Regions from separate parts of the Sus scrofa genome. Here region 2 is linked to region 1. Evidence: chromatin contacts called from public HiChIP or PLAC-seq data. All regions are on one chromosome and are shown on one strand. The core of a region is the stretch at or near the end of the contact, and the rest is flanking DNA. Distances in the headings are between cores, read along the strand shown.

Region 1 (2,700 bases), core at 93-2,592:
ATGCGGCCTTAAAAAGAAAAAAAAAAGTAACTCAGAAGATAATGGTCTAAACTACTGGGAGATGAAAAGTAGACCAATGTAAGAGCTCTTCAGGAGGTGGACTAGAGGTGGATAATATTTGGTTTTAACATTTAAGGGTAAAAGAAGAAAAGAGTGAGTGCAGGAAGCCATCAGCTTGGTGGATAGTAATGTCTTCACTGAGATGTAGAACATAAGAGCAAATGTGGTGTAGGAGGGAATGGGCATGTGAAGAAGAAGCTGATGAGTTCCAATTTGAACGTACTGATATACAGGAGTCAGTGGAACATTCAGGAGTAGTTGTTCCAGTTGGGTGATGAATATTACAGTCTGGAGCTCCAGAGAGCCATCTGGCCTGTAGACTGAGCACTGACATTTAAAGGATAGATATTTAGTTTTCACTTATTCCTTAGAATAATTCTGTACAGATAAGTAATATTATCACTTATGTTTTACTCGAGAAATCTGAAGCTTAGAAAATTACAAATTAGTCAATTTGAAGCAAATCTGAGACTCAGACTTGGTGTCTGTGAGCTTCCAAAATCAGTGCTCATTTATGTATCTCAAAGCACTTTATATACTTAACTCTTAATAGTAAAACCTCCAGCCTGCCCCCCCCCTCGCCAACCCCCCTGGTATTTAGTATTTTTTTTTTTTTTTTTTTTTTGGTGGCTCTCGAATGTGGAAATTCCGGCCAGGGATAGAAACTTGTTCATAGCAGCGACATAAGCCGCTGCAGTGACAACATTGGATCCTTAATTTGCTGGGCCGCAAGAGACCTCCCCCTCCCCCTATTATTTTACTTGATAATTTACGAGTTATGCAATGGAAAAAGCCTTGCTTGAGATGTTTTGTCACAGCTCTGGGACTTAACTCTTGTATTACTTTGGGAATTTGTACATGTCCCTACAACCTGTGTCTTCGGGGATGAAGTGAAAATATTTTTTGATCACTGAGTGCTTTTTACACTTATAGAACACAGATCCTTGTTACATTTATATCCAGGGACGGGCTGTGTTACATACTAACGTCAAAAGTTTTCTGCCTTTCAGCTTATAACAATTAACGATAGTAATTATCTAGGTATGTTTGTAAACGGTATTTGTGTTCTGTTAAAGTCAACCGATATTTTTATTAACTTTTATTAACTTCACAGGGTCAAGCAAGAGATGAACTCACCACCGTAGAGGGCGGGGCTGGAGGTGAGACTACTGTCTTTGACAGCTTCGTTTCCAAGACAACAGTTGCTACAGTGACTACCACGCCTTCCCATTGGTCACTGCCAAGCATATTGCGGTTCCTGTCGGACGTCATTGGGTACCGTTTTGCAGTGCGCAGGCCCGTCAGGGGCCGTAAGTGAAGTGTCGCAAAGCTGAAAGAAGGCGGGAGTCCCGATTGCAAACATTGAGGAGACCGAGGCTATAGAGGCCGCTATGGCGGATGCTCCGTGGGTCGAGCTTCGTGAGAAATTCCAGGCCGCACTGGCCCTGTCGCGGGTGGAACTGCATAAAAACCCAGAGAAGGAACCGTACAAGTCCAAATACCACGCTCGGGCGCTGCTGGAAGAGGTTAAGGCCCTTCTGGGCCCCGCGCCTGAGGACGAGGATGACCGGCCTCAGGCCGAGGACAGCTTGGGAACGGGGGACCACACCCTGGGACTGCCGGCTGAATTGGTGGAAGCCGAGGGCCCCATTGCCCTGGGGGCAGTGAGGCGGGCAGTTATTGAGTTTCATCTCGGGGTGAATCACATCGACACGGAGGAGCTGTCGGCGGGGGAGGAGCATCTGGTGAAATGCCTGAGACTACTGCGCAAGTACCGAATGTCGCAAGACTGCGTCTCCCTCTACATCCAAGCTCAGGTGAGAGCGTTCCCCGTCCGCTGCTGTCGTCCGTAGGCGACTTGGTTTAGAGGGGTCCCAGCTCGTGCCAAGACCAAAGGCAAACGTAATAAGACACGATTTGTCTCCGCGTTTTCGAAGCTTCGCGATAAGTGGCTTCCGAACTCCTTCTCCACGCCCATCACCCACTCCACCAGCTTCACTTGCTGCTTCACGTAGTCGTGGTCCCCGCATTGGTTCCCCAGATTCTCCTACATCGTAAATGCTCTTTCCAACTTTTCCCCACCAGTCCGAATCCTGTTCTATTATGAAAAATTCCCAAGTAATTTATGTCTTAATTTAAGGTTTTACGGAAATTGTAAAGAATAACCAGAGTACCTTCTTTTTTTTTTTTTTCCATGTCTTGGGCCGCTCCCGCGGCATATGGAGTTTCCCAGGCTAGGGGTCTAATCGGAGCTGTAGCTGCCAGCCTACGCCAGAGCCACAGCAACGGGAGATCCAAGCCGCGTCTGCAGCCTACACCATAGCTCACGGCAACGCCGGTTCCTTAACCCACTGAGCAAGGCCAAGGATTGAACCCGCAACCTCATGGTTCCTCGTCGGATTTGTTAACCACTGCGCCACAACGGGAGCTCCCAGAGTACCTTCTTAATTTAAAACAAAATATCTAAAATCTTCAGTTTCTGTTCTTTTCAGTCACTTATTTGCTTCCCAGGGAATGCCTGCCCATTCTTCAGAACCCATCTCAAGACTCACCTCATGTTTTTCGTAACGTTTTTTGGATTATTTTGTTCCAAAATGATCTCTTTCTCCTACCTTTGAATTCTTACGATACTTATTGTTT
Region 2 (2,700 bases), core at 113-2,612, 110 kb after region 1:
CATCCCTGGCCTTGCTGAGTGGGTTAAGGATGCACCACTGCTGCAAGCTGCAGCATGGGTTGCTGTGACTGTGGTGTAGGCCAGAGGCTGCAGCTCTGATTCAGCTCCTAGCCTGGGAACTTTAATATGCCGCAGGTTCAGCCTTAAAAAGAAAATAAATAAATAAATAAATAAAGGATAGCATTAAAAGCGACCAAAGTTGAGGGAGTTATTTCCAGCTGAAACCAGTATTCCATAGTGGGGAACCCACGGGATTTGTGAGTTTGCGGATTGTTTACTGCACTCAGAAGAGTCCCTGGACACACTTCCAACTGGTTTTGAGGAAGGTCAAAATGTGCATTCTTGGAAACCTTTGTGGACTTGCACCACGGCGACTCAGCAATTAATTTCTGAGGCGCGTTCTTAGCAGGAAATGGTAAAGGAACCAGCAGGAAGCAGAGAACAAGAGAAAGGAAACTCCTCCCTCTTGTCAAAGGACAGGCAAGAGTGAGGATGAAAATGGAAAGTGGACATTGTAGGGTTAGATGTGCTGCAATGGAGAGGGTGGAAGTAAGGAAAAAGTGTGTGCCCCAAGGGCAAGGGAGTGTGATAATCTGTTGTGTTTATTATGTGGCTTAAATATGGAGCCTGTGCTTTGTGACCCTCGGTCTTCAGCACACGATCCCCAGGAGATGGGGAAACGCTATTCCTTTATTTACAGAGGGCAGTGGTTTGTATGTTTTCTGAAGTCTGCAGCCCACTGACAGGAAAACCTCCCCCTGTTTCTGACTTCTAGCTTATTAAAGGCCAGAGGATGCCAAAGTCAAGTTGAAAAGTTTTACCAGGAGGAAAAAAAAAAACAAAGTATAAATGGAATCAAATCATAAGAAATACTTGGTGTGAAGGAGCAGAGGACTGCACAATCATTTTTCTGTTTTATCCAGTTCTTTGCAACTGAAAATCTTCACTAGATTTTGAATTAGAGGGAGAGCTGATGATCTAATGGGAGAAGCTGAGTCCTCTAAGAAGAAACTGGTTATCTGAGATCCAACAACACTTTCTTGTAGATTAGAACCCAGCTTTGAAGTTTCACTTTTTGAGCATGGCTCAGTGACTTCTGCTATTGCCAACAAAAAAGAAAATCAAGAACATATTATGCAGAATGGCCTCAGTGGTGAAAAAGCAGCATCTAGCCTCCTTACTTCATCAATTGGGCAGAGGCCCCTTAATGTCAGCAATCTCTTGTTTAGATGGTTACCTGAAGAAAGAAAAAACAAACTGTCCTTTATGATGATTCTGTTTAGCAGGGGGAAAAAAAATTGTAACCGGCCAGTGGCAAACAACAAAACTTTTGAAAAAGAAGACCTGGGGAGAGTCCAGGGCAGTTTCATAATGGGTATGAATAGTTATTTTGCTGCCCTTTTTTTTTTTTTTTTTTGGTCTAAATCTTTCTGGGGTTTGATGTGGATCTCTATTTGTTCAGGAAACTGTGACGTGTGTTCTGGGCAGGGTTTGAGGTTTTGGAACCTTTTCTAAAAGGGACAGAGAGCACCCGGCTACATTTCCCTTTTGTAAGGTTGGTGTGCAGGCGGTGGAGCCAAAGTGAGCCTGTCACAATGCAGGTGCTCTTCCGGTGCAGTGGGCTTGTCCTGGCTCTAGCCATCATCCTGATTTTGGATTCTTCAGTTCAAGGTAAGACCCAGGTATCTTGTCCCTTTGTAATTTTCCTTATAAGGCCCAGGGTCCACACAAATGATTATATTAATTTTAAGGTACAGAATGTATTCTATTTGGAAAAGTGGTGCCTCCCTCAAAAAAGAAAGAAAGAAAAAGAAAGAAAGAAAAAATGATTTAGGGTCGCTGACTGAGTTTTGTTAAGTTTGCTACCAAAAAAAAAAAAAAAAAATTTAAACTGAGGCAGGTGCAGCCTTATAAGTTCTTATAATGATTGAAATGTACAGTTTTATTTTGGATGAAATGTATGGTTTATAAATTTTAAAAAACTTTTTTTAAAAGATCAAGAGGGAGTTCCCTGGTCATCGAATGGTCAGGATTTGGCGCTTTCACCACTTCGGCCCGGGTTCAACCCCTGGTCTGGGAACTGAGATCCTATATCAAGCCGCTACATGCCATGGCCAAAAATAAATAAATAAATAAAGCTCAAGAAAGGAATATAGAAAATTGGAGTTCCATTGTGGCTCAGCGATTAACGAACCCAACTAGCATCCATGAGGACGTGGGTTCAATCCCTAGCCTTGCTCAGTGGGATAAGGATCTGGCATTGCCGTGAGCTGTGGTGTAGGTCCCAGACACAGCTTGGATCTGATGTTGCTGTGACTCTGGTGTAGGCTGATGGCTACAGCTCCGATTGGACCCCTAGCCTATGAACATCCATATGCCGCAGGTGTGGTCCTAAAGAGACAAAAAGACCAAAATAAATAAATAAATAAAATAATGTTATCTGAAAGAATATGCAAAACTAGTCAGAAATTTTTTTTAAAAAAAGGAATATAGAAAATTACCTACCCCTAGGTGTCCACATAAATCCCAAATTTTAACATAATACAAAATTTTTGTAATCACCCTGACACTGGGAGATGCTATTTTTGAAATCAGAGTAAATTTTTGTATTTTTTCTTCTTTTTTTAAACTTTGTTCTTAGTGACAATTCAATTATGGTTAGACATTGTTAATGCAAACCCTCTCAGATTTTAAAGAGAG

Evidence for each region. HiChIP or PLAC-seq counts read pairs in DNA pulled down with a chosen protein or histone mark.
Region 2: a contact with region 1 is called in an H3K27ac HiChIP or PLAC-seq map of alveolar macrophages. The contact joins the promoter of SRGN here to the promoter of KIF1BP in region 1. A contact is called at or near these places in 4 of 5 promoter capture datasets (fetal liver, liver and skeletal muscle), 31 of 47 Hi-C or Micro-C datasets (adipose tissue, alveolar macrophages, blood and 14 more) and 2 of 2 datasets of contacts at active chromatin or transcription factors (alveolar macrophages and skeletal muscle).

What each region holds. Positions count from the first base shown.
Region 1 is chr14:72,070,537-72,073,236 of Sscrofa11.1, forward strand. KIF1BP (KIF1-binding protein) reads left to right here and starts at 1,343. Exons shown (of 7, transcript XM_001928810.7): 1 at 1,343-1,877. The coding sequence starts at 1,452.
Region 2 is chr14:72,182,006-72,184,705 of Sscrofa11.1, forward strand. It overlaps SRGN (serglycin), which reads left to right and starts at 1,363. Exons shown (of 3, transcript XM_013990411.2): 1 at 1,363-1,671. The coding sequence starts at 1,596.